Regions from separate parts of the Rattus norvegicus genome. Here region 2 is linked to region 1. Evidence: chromatin contacts called from public Hi-C data. All regions are on one chromosome and are shown on one strand. The core of a region is the stretch at or near the end of the contact, and the rest is flanking DNA. Distances in the headings are between cores, read along the strand shown. Region 1 has its middle 110 kb from the start of Tmem170b. Region 2 has its middle 59 kb from the start of Tmem170b.

Region 1 (6,778 bases), core at 3,903-6,402:
GCAGATGGGATGGATCCCTGGGTGGGGTGGTCTCTGGATGGCCTTTCCTTCAGTCTCTACTCCATTTTTTGTCCCTGCATTTCCTTTAGACAGAAACAATATTGGGTTAAAATTTCTGGGAACGATGACTATCTACTGCACATGGTCTCTACAGGTTCTATCTCCCCTTTGTTGGGTATTTCGGCTAATGTCATCATCCTCTCTGGGTCCTGGGAACCTCTTGCTTCCCTGGCATCCGGGACTTTCTAGTGGCTACCCCCAGTATTTCTGCTCAATTTCCTGACCCTCTGGACTCTCTCCTGTCTCTTCCCATACCTGATCCTGCCCCCTTTTTTCCCTCACCCCTCCTCTCTCACTCCCAGGTCCCTCCCTCCCTCTACCTCCCGTGATTATTTTGTTCCCCGGTCTAAGTAGGATTGAAGCACCCACACTTTGCTCTTCCTTCTTCTTAAGCTTCGTACGGTCTGTGAGTTGTATCGTGGATGTTCATCGCCTTCCTAGTTTTTTTGTGAAGCAGTGGTAAACATTCATATGCACCCTTCCTGGAACTCAGAGTTTTGTGAAAACCTCCAATGATCCTCAGCAAAAAAATGTCTTTTCTTTGTTTTGTTTTGTTTTGTTTTGTGATGTGTGTGTGTGTGTGTGTGTGTGTGTGTGTGTGTGTGTTTTCTTGAGACAGGGTTTCTCTGGGTATCCCTGGCTGTCCTGGAACTCACTCATTATAACAGACTGTCCCAAACTCAGACATCTGCCTGCCTCTGCCTCCTGAGATCTGGGATTAAGGCAACCACCATCTGTCTCAGCAGTAGAGACATACTGTCAAGTTCTGGAGTAAGAGCAATTGTAGTCGCCTTGTTATATTTGGGTGCCTGTGGGACCTCACTCAAAAAGTTGTTGGTCAACAACTCAAAAAGAAGTAACCTGTTCCTGAGATTTTTATTTTCTATCATGTCGTGTTTAGTTGGAGTATCATCCCTCCCTCCCCAGTATAGGGTAATTCCATTTAAGTGTTTTAAAATGTATGTATGTATTTCAGGAAGCGTCTACAATAGTAGGTTTCCGTGTAGCCTTTACGGCTAGTTATCCCTCTTTATATTCCCTTCTGAACTCCTAACCCCATTTAACCCTTCCCATTCCATTACTCTATTGCACTCTATTCTATCTCCTCTCCTCCCCATATGGCTCCTTACTAGTTTCCTGGTATCTGTAGGTATTCCTAATGAAGGATATATATCTAAAGGCCCAAAGCTCACATCCACATATGCGCGAGAACATGTAATGTTTGGCTTTATGATCTGCACATTAGAGGTGTGTAAATCTACACATACAAATAATTAAATAGGGAAAGCCACACAGATGGAAAATAGAGAAACCAGGATGGTGGGACTGCAGAGAGTCCAAGAAACAGATCCTTGGGCAGCTTGGATCCCTGGGGCTAGACTCTGTGGTTAGTAAGTCGAGTCACAGGCCTCTCAACAACATGTACATGATTTTGATGGTGTCAATTATTGCAAACATGTATCTCAGGATTAAATCTATGTTCTACACATGTTTATCTCCAAAAGCAGATGTTTAAGGATAAATAACTCACGTAGCTCTATTAGAAAAATTGAATTTGTTTGTGTGTGTGTATGTGTTTTATCATCCCCATCACCCCCTAAAAAATACAGTTCCATGAATATTCACAGTGCCTAAGAGAGCAGCACCAAAGGCCTCTCAAGAGGTGAATGAACAAACAGTGGCCTCAGCGTATAATGAACCGTGGTAATAAAAATGAAGTATGGCGCATACGAGAGCGTGGATAAATCTCAAAGGTGTACTAAATAAAACAAACCAGACCCAAGAGAATTCATCTGTGCAGCTCTGCTTACATGGATTTATGGAACAGGCTAATCTGACCTGAGGTGACAGGAAGCAGGCCAGTTTACCTAGAGTTGGGGACTGCAAGAAGGCTGCCAGGCGGCGGGGCAAGAGTGGAATGTGGAGGTTGATGGGAAGGTTCCGCGCCTTGCTGTAGGTACTCAGGAAAATTTACTAACTGGACCTTTAAAAATGGGTGCATTCTATTTAGTGTAAATTACAATCCAATCACATTGGTCCAAAAGGGAAGGAAGCTTACAATGACGGAGGCAGAAACTCTTGAGTCTTAATTTGCTGAAAACTCAGGTCATGTCTCAGTGCTCCTGATCTCCCTTACTGGACCATTTTACTTCCTGCTTTCTTTCTTTCTTTCTCTTTTTTAAGTATTATTTAAGTGATAAGGAAGAATAATTGTGTGTTTCAGAGATTGACATTGATCATCTATTTCTTACTAAAATTCTGAATAATAATTTTTAAAACCATGTTTTTATACATAGTTTCTCATTATATAGACCAGATCTAAAACTCTTGATTCCCCTGCCTCAACCTCTCAAGGATCCTCACAGGATTCCAAGCCTGTGTCCCTACACCTGACCTAAAATTGTAGTCCAATGCCTTTCCAATCTTCGCTGGGGTTATGGCCCTAGCTAAGTAAACTGGGTTGGCTGCTGATCGGGAAGCTGTGTGAGGGGACCCTCTCCTCTCATTTCTGATTCCTTCCTCCTTATCATAGATAGGTGTGGCTCTCCTGAGCCGCAGTTCATGTCAACATCTGCAGTGTATGGATGATGGGCAACCCTGGGCTCACCGTGTATGTGGAGGTGGGCTTCAGGGGTAACTCAGCATCTATTTCATTCCATAATCTTAAGACTATCGAGCTATCAGGACTTAGTGTCGGGAGCCTTGCAGTACATTAAGGGCATTTCCTAGTCTCTTGTCTAGGTATATGCAAATGAACTGAAACTACGAGAGGGAAGAGGAATAATGCAAACCCTTGGGCTGGGATGAGAAAGCCAAGGACCAGAGGATACTCTGAGACCCTCAAGAGAGATGCTCAAAGTTGAAGGAACCACTCCTAAGTATCTCGTTGTAAGTTCGCCACCAGCTGGAGATCAAACACCATTGTCCTAGATTCCTTCCCATCGCTATGACAAACACCCAACAAAGGCAACTTTTAGAGGAGAAAGGTTTTATTTGTTTCTCTTGATTACAGGTCACAGGTCACTGCTGAGGGCAAGTCACAGCAGGGACTTGAAGCAACTTCTCGTGTCCACAGTCAAGAGCAGAGAGAATGAATTCATGCACATCCACTCAGGCTTAGTACTCCTGACACATGCGCAGTTTAGGATCCCCTGCCTAGGAATGGTGTTGCTCACAGCGGGCTGTGCCTTCCCACACTGACAGAATGAAGACCGGCCCCTACAGACACACTCACAGGTTAACTTGATGTAAGCAATCCTTTCTTGAAACTCTTTCCCCTAGTGATACTAGATTGTGTCAAGTTGACAAGTAAACTGGTTGAGATGAATCATCACACCAACTGTACTCACGAGACATGTTTTGTTTCAAAGTTTAATGACATTCATTATACAGCATGCTGAGGACAAAAACGATTTAGATTCCTGATATTTGTATGAGTATAAAATATTTGCATGTATTTAGCTACTGTATTGGGTTACTAAGGCCCGAGTCTAAGTGTATATGCCATTGTCAGGTGTACCTTATGCACTGTACACTGATAGTAAAATTATACAATGCCTTAAACAATTTTATGCAAAGAACAACAGGAGCTTTATACCTGTGGTGTTGTATTGGTGATAGGAAAGTGTTTTGATTTCCTAGCTCAGATCCTCCGATGCAGGATGCTCAATTTACAGTGACCAGAGGGATTATTTCTAAATTATGGTCAATTCACAGACCCAAATCCCCTTAGTGAAGGAGAAAAGAATGCATACAAGGCTTTACTTTTTCAGATATGTGTGATGACTTTTCATAGTGGCTGTCCCTAAAGGTACTCATGTCCATTTGTATTAACTCGTTGCCTTGGAGACAGTTAAATACTCAAACATTTTTGGAAAATGTTTTTGCACCAATTTAACTCCAAGCTAACAATATCACAGACTACACAAAAGCAGCCAGCAGAGTGTTCTCTCTCTCTCTCTCTCTCTCTCTCTCTCTCTCTCTCTCTCTTTCTCTCTCTCTCATGCGTGTGTGTCTGCGTGTGTGTGTGCGAGTCTGCGTGTGTGTGTGTGTGTGTGAGTGTGTGTGTGTGTTGTACATTTGCCTTAAGAGTGCGAGAATCATGATGAGTCTTCACTTACACAACAGAGGCCACTCTCTCCCCCAATACTCTATCTCTTCCTGTGGCCATCCCAGTGTCTCTCACCTCCTATCTCTCCTTCCATCTCCAGGTCTTAGAACTTTCTAGTCTCTGGTCTGAGTATTCTCCCTAACCCTTTACCCAGCTCATTCCTCCTCAGCCTTCGAATTCCCCGCCCCAGGAACACTGCCCCCCTCAATCAAGTCTGTAAACCCAGATTAGTCTCCACAACACCCCAGGGCCGTGTTCCTTCCTCCAAAGCAACCTACCCGGGTTTGCTTCTCTAGGTTTCTGAGGTGACTTGATGAGGAGCTGGTTTTTTCCCTAGACTAGAATCTTCTGTAAGCACAGCACTGGGCATGGTGGACACAAAGCAAACAGTCATTGAAAGAACAAATGAACCTTTTTACTACATTTTTAAAGTTTAATAAGGATGGGAACTTGACGTAGATCGGTCAGGATGTGTTAGAACAGTTAGCATCACAGCATTCTCTTCTGGTGACCCTGAACAGGGGCAATGAAAAGTAATGGCGGTCGCCTCAGGCATCTCAAAGAGGGCATGCGCTACTCCAGAACAGCGCTCCATCAGTTAGATAGCCTAGAGTCGGCTCTTTTCCAAATAGCAAAAGCATAGCCACATGGCACAAGCTGGGTCGGGCTCCTCAGCACCAAGGTCCACGCTGCGGGCCCAAAAAAGCTGATAGGAGTTTGTGGGCCGAGAAATTGGATTGTAATTAGGATGCGAAACTCAATGGAGTTTTCTTTCCAGTCCTTAATCTCATCTGCACTTTCCTTTTAACAAATTTTGTGGCAATAACTCACCCTGCGCTTCCACGGTCGACTGCCAAGAGCTCCCTGGTAAGAAAGGCTCCTGCTTGCAGCGTTTTTTGGTGAATGCCCTCTGAGCCACTCACTTAAAAGGCTCCTTTTTGCTAGAAGAGGCTGCTGACGAGGCTTTTCGTCAAGCACAGGGTTGTCCTAATAAAAACGTCTGCTGCCATCTGCTGGCCAAACTGACACCGACACGTTGGTCTGGCCTGAACAAACCCCAATGTAGGTCATTTGCCAAAATTAGCATAATACAGAGGATTTGCATTGCCCGCTCCTTAGTGAAAAAGTTGCCGCCTCTGTTCTTGCAATTGGGAGAGCATTTGTTCTCCTAAACACACAGCTTTCTTTAATTGTCTTCAAAAGAAATACATTTTGTGCAAGGTTCATTTTTGAGCTAAAAGAAAGATGGGGGGGGGGTTTATAAATAATTAATTTCACAAAATAGAAGTAGAGAGAGTTGTCCAGACATCCTCTAGGCCCTTCCAACTCTAACATAGGATTCCAAGGAAGTCTGAGGCCACTCCTCATGTGTCTGGCCCACAGTGAGTGCATACTAATGTAGTTAGTTTTGACTTCAAGAACTTCCCTGCATTCCTCATCCTTGACTAAAGCCCAGATAGACCCACATATCTGTCTGAAGATACGGCCAACTGAGTCGTACTTCTTAACCTTCCACGCCTGAGTGTGAGGAAAATGGGAGAGATGATGTCTGATATCCTCACAGGCCCTGAGATTCCAACTGACTGCTTGAATCAGTACAAATTCCGCATCAGAGAAATTCACGCCCTCATCTACAAGATCGATAAGATCAGCTATGTGCAAAATAATCTGCACATGTGTGGGCATGTGCAGAACAGAGAGCAAAACCAATTTTCATGGAATATGTCAGTCTATGTGAAGGCAAGGTCTGTCTGCCTCACACTCTAGAGAGAAACTGGCTGTGAAGGCATCCTCTAGGATACCGGCACCCTTTAACGACCAAAGGAAACATAGCTCTAACTGCCAGTGCAGAAAAACAGCCAGGGGGTACTGTGGCGTTCCTTGCTCCACTGGGTTCATCACCAGAATTCAGGTCAGTCTGAAGGGCCCTCAGGTGATCCCACTGAAAAGTCTTTATACTGGGGAATGAATAGGAACCTGAAAGTCTATGCGACATCATGGGGTAGGGGGTGTATGAGTTAGCGCCTAATTGGGGGGCAGGGAGATAATAATCTGTTCTCAGCCTCTCCTCCAGGTGATATAAAGCTGCCAGGTGACGGGAGGGACAGTAATGAGTCAATACATATAATTGAGTATCTCCCCCCTTCAAGGAAATAAAGCCCTTAATGTGAAAGGCCCGGGATGATAGGTGGTAAGCCCAACACAGGGAAGCATCATTACAGTCATTACTGACATCTGTGTCACATACATGTGACCTCTTCAGGCCCCAGCACTCTTCAGTGTAAGGCATGTGGACTGTGGGGATAGCCCACATGCATGGAGTTACACTCACAGCCCTCTCCAGATTGCAACTCTAAGGCCCTCTGACAAGTCCCTAGTACCTCCCCATTCTTGATCAAATATATGTTGGAACCACGTTAAGTGTGCAGATACCCTGGACTGGTTTTAGGGGTGTGTGTGTGTGTGTGTGTGTGTGTGTGTGTGTGTGTGTGTGTGTGTTGTAAGACAGCATGTACCCTGCGAGGGAACTTTTAGGTGAAACTTCCCATCCACTGCCTATGGCACGCTTGGGCAAGCCCAGGATTAAATAAAAACAGGTGCATCTGG
Region 2 (6,778 bases), core at 1,454-3,953, 50 kb after region 1:
AGAGTGAAGACTCCCAGCTCAAAGGACCAGTAAATATCTTCAACAAAATCATAGAAGAAAACTTCCCTAACCTAAAAAAAGAGATACCCATAGGCATACAAGAAGCCTACAGAACTCCAAATAGATTGGACCAGAAAAGAAACACCTCCCGTCACATAATTGTCAAAACACCAAACGCACAAAATAAAGAAAGAATATTAAAAGCAGTAAGGGAAAAAGGTCAAGTAACATATAAAGGCAGACCTATCAGAATCACACCAGACTTTTCGCCAGAAACTATGAAGGCCAGAAGATCCTGGACAGATGTCATACAGACCCTAAGAGAACACAAATGCCAGCCCAGGTTACTGTATCCTGCAAAACTCTCAATTAACATAGATGGAGAAACCAAGATATTCCATGACAAAACCAAATTTACACAATACCTTTCTACAAATCCAGCACTACAAAGGATAATAAAGGGTAAAGCCCAACATAAGGAGGCAAGCTATACCCTAGAAGAAGCAAGAAACTAATCATCTTGGCAACAAAACAAAGAGAAGAAAAGCACACAAACATAACCTCACATCCAAATATGAATATAACAGGAAGCAATAATCACTATTCCTTAATATCTCTCAACATCAATGGCCTCAACTCCCCAATAAAAAGACATAGATTAACAAACTGGATACGCAATGAGGACCCTGCATTCTGCTGCCTACAGGAAACACACCTCAGAGACAAAGACAGACACTACCTCAGAGTGAAAGGCTGGAAAACAACTTTCCAAGAAAATGGTCAGAAGAATCAAGCTGGAGTAGCCATTCTAATATCAAATAAAATCAATTTTCAATTAAAAGTCATCAAAAAAGATAAGGAAGGACACTTCATATTCATCAAAGGAAAAATCCACCAAGATGAACTCTCAATCCTCATCTTCGGTTGGTTTATATACAAGTGTGCAATTTCTAGGCTTGAAAGTAAAATGATGCTATCTGGTGCTGGATAGAGGAGCCTTATTTTTTATTATGACAGCTTGCTATTTTTGTAACATGGTGATTTGGTTGAACACAATAAAGTACAGTAGTAACTGATCTCCCCTTCTTCCTGGATGAGTGAGAAGATGATTAAATGTTGATGTCAGCATCCTTGAGCATATTCAGATGAGCTTCTGCTTCTGTTGAAAAGGATGCTGTGTTTGATTGTGGTCCGAAGCTTTGAAGCATTACTTGGCATCTCCTTCCTTGGAGGTCTCACTGTTTAAACATAACAGATTTGATAGCTTGTTGGTAAGGTGAGGTCCAGCTTGTCTCCACTAGGTCATCTTCATGTGAATCCGGTGGTTATACGGTTTTGTTCTAGGGATATTTCATTTTTTTAATAACGGTTTTAGCTGACATTCATGGAGAGAATGAATCCTTAGAACTGTGCCACTAGTGAAAGGAAATCCTGTCTAGAGTATGTTTCTTTACAAAGCTGTGTCACACCATCCTTTGGGCCCTCTGCTGGAAAAGTAGAATCAAGTCTCAAATAATGCCTTTTAAATTGTATCCTCTAGTATTATAGATGTAGGACAGTACTGTATCATACCTCTGTGGATGTAAAATAGCTTGTACCTGCTTTATGATACATAGTAGTGACCGTGCTTTATCAGAGCTGTTTTTAATGATGTTGCTCAGAATGTTTTCTTTCCAGATGATGATTGAGAAGCTAATTAAAAAAAAAAAATGGTGCCAGGTACCACAAGAGTAACAGAACTGTGCTGTTTTCTTGGGTTTTGTTTTTTTACTTTTTTTTTTTTTAATGGAGTGTGCTGGATGTCTCTACAGTTTTGTTCAGATGACTGCAGAACCTGGAAAAGCTGTTGCTGCTGTTGATGCATAACACACTGCTATTATTGGTCTTTTTATATAAATATAAATATATATATACAGATATATAATTTGAATTTTTTGAAACTTTAGCTGTGCTGTCAACTTTGGAAAAAATTATCCCCGTTTACTGTGTTGAGTTGGCACTGTACAGAAATTAACAGCCATATTGGTCTAGAAATGTTGAACTTAAGTTTTTTCCATTTGTACAGGGGTAACACACTGTATTAAATATGTAAGGTCTTATCTACGTGGGTTTGATTACAAAAACTAATAAAGTATTCTCTAAATTTAAAAAAAAATAAATAAAATGTGAAAAGAATCGCAATAGCTTTAGAACATGCTTGGGGTGAGCAACATTCTTTTTAGATGAATTTCTGCTGTTAGTTTTCTCTTAAATGCTGCTGGCTTTGAACATGTCTCAGTAAGTTTTACACTTGAATGCACGTATGATCATACGTATACTTCACATACACACACTCACACACACACTTCACACGTACAACACTCCACATATACATACTCCACACACACAATCTCACACACATACACTCCACACACACACTATCACACACACACTCCACACAACACTCCACAAACATACAAACACACACACACACATACTCCACACACACTACACATATACAACACACACATACTTCACACATACACTCCATACAACACACACACACACACACATACACTCTACACACATACATACACATATACACTCCACACACACACACACAAACATACAACCACACACAGACAATCACACATACACAACCACACACACGGTGTTCTCTTATGCCCATGGAAAATCCCCATGCCACCTCAACTTGCCTTAGTCACCAGGGCTGCCGCTTGTGGTTCTGGCTGACTTCCACATGTGTGCCCTGCCCCTGACTTGGCCTGTTTTAGATGTTGCTGTAACACCTGCTGGTTCCCCTGTCAGGAAAGTTCCTTAGGAAGAACATTCTGGCTTTTCAGAACAAGACTTCCAGCATGCTCACGCACGCACATTTGTGTGTGTGTGTGTGTGTGTGTGTGTGTGTGTGTGTGTGTGTCTTCCTAGAAACCATGGTTACTTCCAGCCAGGCGCCACAGCAGCCCTTCCTGGGCAGGAGGCCATTTCAATAAGGACCACTGGGGCTTAGTAAGCAGAGAAAAGCAGCTCGTTCCCAGACAGGATGTTGGGAAGACGCCCTGAATGAGCCTTGCTGGGCAAGAGACGCCAAGGAGACAGAGAATGTGGGCCAGTACCCCAGGAAGTTATTCATGAGCCTGCGCTGTTTGATAAACACTGAAGCAAAGCCTTTCCTAAACAACTAACTTCGAAATTCCAGAAACTCCGCAAACAATGACTGGACATTCCTCGCCTCTTATTTGCTTATTTGTGCACTAAAACCTTCAAAGACAACAGAAGCCAGGACTCTGACTTGGGTATGAGACTGGGAGTGATGTATGTGGCATGAGGCACTGGCGGAGCCCTGCTCCAACAGCCGTCCTCCTTCAGGCATCAGCGGCATCCCAGGAGCCCTTGCTGCTTCCGGTAGCACCTCACCTCAAGCTAAAGTCTATACACAGTAGTATGAATCCTGATCGAAGTAACAGATCAAAACCACAGACTTCCACGTTCACACTTCCGAGAGATGTAACTGGGTCACGTTAGGAAGGAATCTAGATAGAGATTTCTCATGCAGCTAGCTAGCTACCTGACTTGAATGAGATATTCAAATGTCTGAGGGCACATTCTTTTTAGAAATGTTATTAAAATTATGAAATGTATATGTACACACATACAGCGTACATAATTACATAGGCATCTAATTACAAAATAAATATTAATATTATTGCATACATAAATATCTTTAGAGTATTAACCGACAAATATTAGGATGATGGATATGTGTGTATATATACACATTGGGACGGGACATATATAAGAATATATTTCCTACGTTTGTCGTTGACTGGTAAGATCAATTTTTCATGACAAGAAATAGAAAGCCTCAGTTGTTCCTCTTCTCCCTGCCTCATTAAAATTACACTCAAAGCTTCTATTGAGATGCTCCCTCTGCCGTTGCAACTGCCCTCTGCGTTTTTCATTCCTCTTCTGTTTTTTTCAGTTGCATTTGTAACTTTCAGTGCATATGCAATATATCTGCTCCTTGTTGTTGATATTTTTTGACCCTTCCTCCCCTTTCTCCTTTGTGAAGTAAGTTTATACTACAGGATAGCTAATTGTAAACGTCAAAATGAATGGCTTAAGAAACATCAGGGCTTTAGTGAGGTATGCCTTTGGCTGTGTGTGCGCATGCGCAGGCACAAGAGTGCGTCTAGAGATGATTGGCCTGAGGTCGCTCTGAATGTCAGTGGCACTGTCCCATGGACTGGGGTTCAGACAGAATAAAATTATATTCCCATAGAGCAAACAAAGGAACTTCAACCATCTACAACGAAACAGAGACACGAGTCTCTGTATACCGTCAAAACGCTCTAAGCTCAGACATTTCTAAAAGTACCCAGCTCTACAAAGCCGGCTGAAAGAGACCAGCTAGCTGCATAGAGCCCTTCGGAGAGCCTGGTGACTTCTTCTGGAGCTCCTGTGTTTGTCTCTGTCCATCCTTCCTGGGTAGGATTCCCATTACTCTAACCTCCTGATAATGCTCACCACATACTGGTATGAAAATGATTTCAATGGTGGTGGAAGGGAGGAGACAGAGATAAAGGTCCCAGAGCATCCTGGGAGTGCTTTCACTCACAGTGACACGGGCTCCTATCAGCACTCCTGTGCTGCTGTAGACAGGTACAGAAAAGCACATGTTCAGATGACCCCATCCCTGCCCCATCCCCAATAAACACAATTCATCTTGCGGTTGGTTCCCTTCCAAAACTGAGGTAGACAAAGAGGCCTGGGCTAACTGGAGCTGCATTGGAGATGCTCTTCATCTTGAAATTTAATATAAGGCAGAATCGGGTGGCTATGACAAGTGTCTAATAATGAAACCATTTGGTTTGTGACCGGTGCTGATCTCGAACGCCCCAGTGCCCTGAGCTGGAGTCTGTAGCTGAAAGACTTTTGTTCGGAAAGCTAATGGACCAGCCCAAAGACCTTCCAAACAGACATAATGGCTTAATTATTACTTTAATCAGAAGGTCAAAGCTTCTAAAGGGCAGCTTCCTTCCCTTAAGGTTTTGCACGCCTCCTGGCTTTATCCACAGCTGACCCGATCTTCCCACAGTTCAGCGGGCTCTGGGTTTACAAAAGGGAAAATGGCCAGCTGGATCTCCGAACAGCTTGGTACCTTGTAAATAAGATGTACCCGGATGAAATGAGGTGCACTGGAGAGCCTGCGCGGGGGAGGAAACTGAACCTGGATTCTGAAACAGTTGACTCACAGGTTAACTACCCATTAAAGTGGAATCTAAAACAAGAAATAACCTTTCCCCAGCATGGTTTGTATTAGATACTTAACGTGCACAGGAAGAGATAGCGCGCAAGATAAAACCCGCTTGTGGCTAACCGGTGGGCTGGATTTGCTTGATTGGGTCTTAGCAAGCTTGCCAAAGAGATGTCCAAAGGACTTAGGGAGAACACCTGCTTTGGAAGAAGATTCTTAAGTGTAACGTGAGTGTCCCAAGCCGTGTCTTAGAAACACACAGCCTCTCCAGGCATCCTCCTGTTGTCTTTCTCTTGAAAAGGTCAGAGTAGCTTCTTCTAGCACAATTCCCCACTCCCACCCTGCCCCAGCAACACTGCAACACACCATTAAATTAAAAGCAGTTCTTTGGAGAGAAAAATAATAATATGCCGGGTTTAAATGCCTTCTTAGTACTGGGGCCTTTTCAGTGATCTTAGAGATGAAAAAGAAAAGGAAAAAACGAAACAGAACAAAACAAACCCCAAACATTGTAGATCAGAAAGCCTACTGTGCTAAGCCAGTTTTGTGTTTTGCAAATTGCTCTAATTAGGATGCCCCCAAGAGCTGCCAGCCTCTCCACCTGATAGCAGTGTCCCAAGACGGACCTTTGAGACTCAATTCCACCAGGCTGAACTCAGCTCGTTTTCCTGGGAGGTTGGGTTTTTCTTTGGAGATTGTTTCTGGGAGTCGGCCCCTGCTCCCCCAGCTCTGATAGCTTCGGATGCTATTTTCAACTTCTCCACAGCATAACCCCTTTGTTCTCCCCATAGCCTCCCGCTGACATTGCGTCCTTCCTCCTTTACACTCGAGTGTCTTTCCGTATATTTATCTCTCAGGGATGGAGCACCTAAGGGAGAATAACCATTTACAGAGTTCATGCTTTGCGGTCCAGACTGCTTGCTTCTACTAGACATTTGCCCTAGAAAAGGAAAAGAAAAGAAACATACAAAAACAACAACAACAACAAAAATAACAACAACAAAAACCCACATAGTGAACCAGCCCCATGTCAAGTTCCTGAGTCAGTAGGGAACTCATAACAGATATATTATTTCCTTTGTTTTAGAACAAATGGTGCTTATGAGTGCCTAAGCTAAGGGCTGAGGAAGAGGAGGGTACCAGGACAAAACAAGTGCTGTTACAGTCCTGTTTTCTTCCTTTCCCAGAGTTCCCAGGGCGTCCCTGTACCCCACCCTGGGCCAGCCAGGTCAAGGGCAGGAGCTGACTCCTGACTGGAATGCCCGCCAATGGCTCCTGTTTTGTTCAGCTACAGGCTTCCCTTGAGGGGCTGGGCCAGTGTAGTTCCAAGTGTGACTGCCCTGTGACATTCTTTGTCCTCTATCACCACTTTGAAGTCCCTAAAAACAGGTGGTGCCTTGCATTGCAAAATATACACCATGGAAGGTTCTAGAAACTGACAAATTGTTGCATTTTAGCCTCCAAGACAGAACAGGATTCAAAACTACTATACACTTACAGGTATATCCATTTGTACTCATG

What was found. Hi-C and Micro-C count contacts between places; a contact is called where the count stands out from the background.
Region 2: a contact with region 1 is called in a Hi-C map of the A7r5 cell line, with 2.7 times the contacts expected there. The contact joins two enhancer-like sites. A contact is called at or near these places in 4 of 12 Hi-C or Micro-C datasets (the A7r5 cell line, Schwann cells, frontal cortex and 1 more).

The regions. Positions count from the first base shown.
Region 1 is chr17:23,260,454-23,267,231 of GRCr8, forward strand. No RefSeq gene overlaps it. Among named protein-coding and RNA genes, the nearest start is that of Tmem170b, 110 kb to the right of the region's middle. Within about 2 kb of position 5,153, at least 22 of the 93 cell types and tissues checked have an H3K27ac peak or open chromatin away from gene starts, as enhancers often do. A contact at or near this core is called in the A7r5 cell line, where this site is marked.
Region 2 is chr17:23,312,663-23,319,440 of GRCr8, forward strand. No RefSeq gene overlaps it. Among named protein-coding and RNA genes, the nearest start is that of Tmem170b, 59 kb to the right of the region's middle. Within about 2 kb of position 2,704, at least 45 of the 93 cell types and tissues checked have an H3K27ac peak or open chromatin away from gene starts, as enhancers often do. A contact at or near this core is called in the A7r5 cell line, where this site is marked.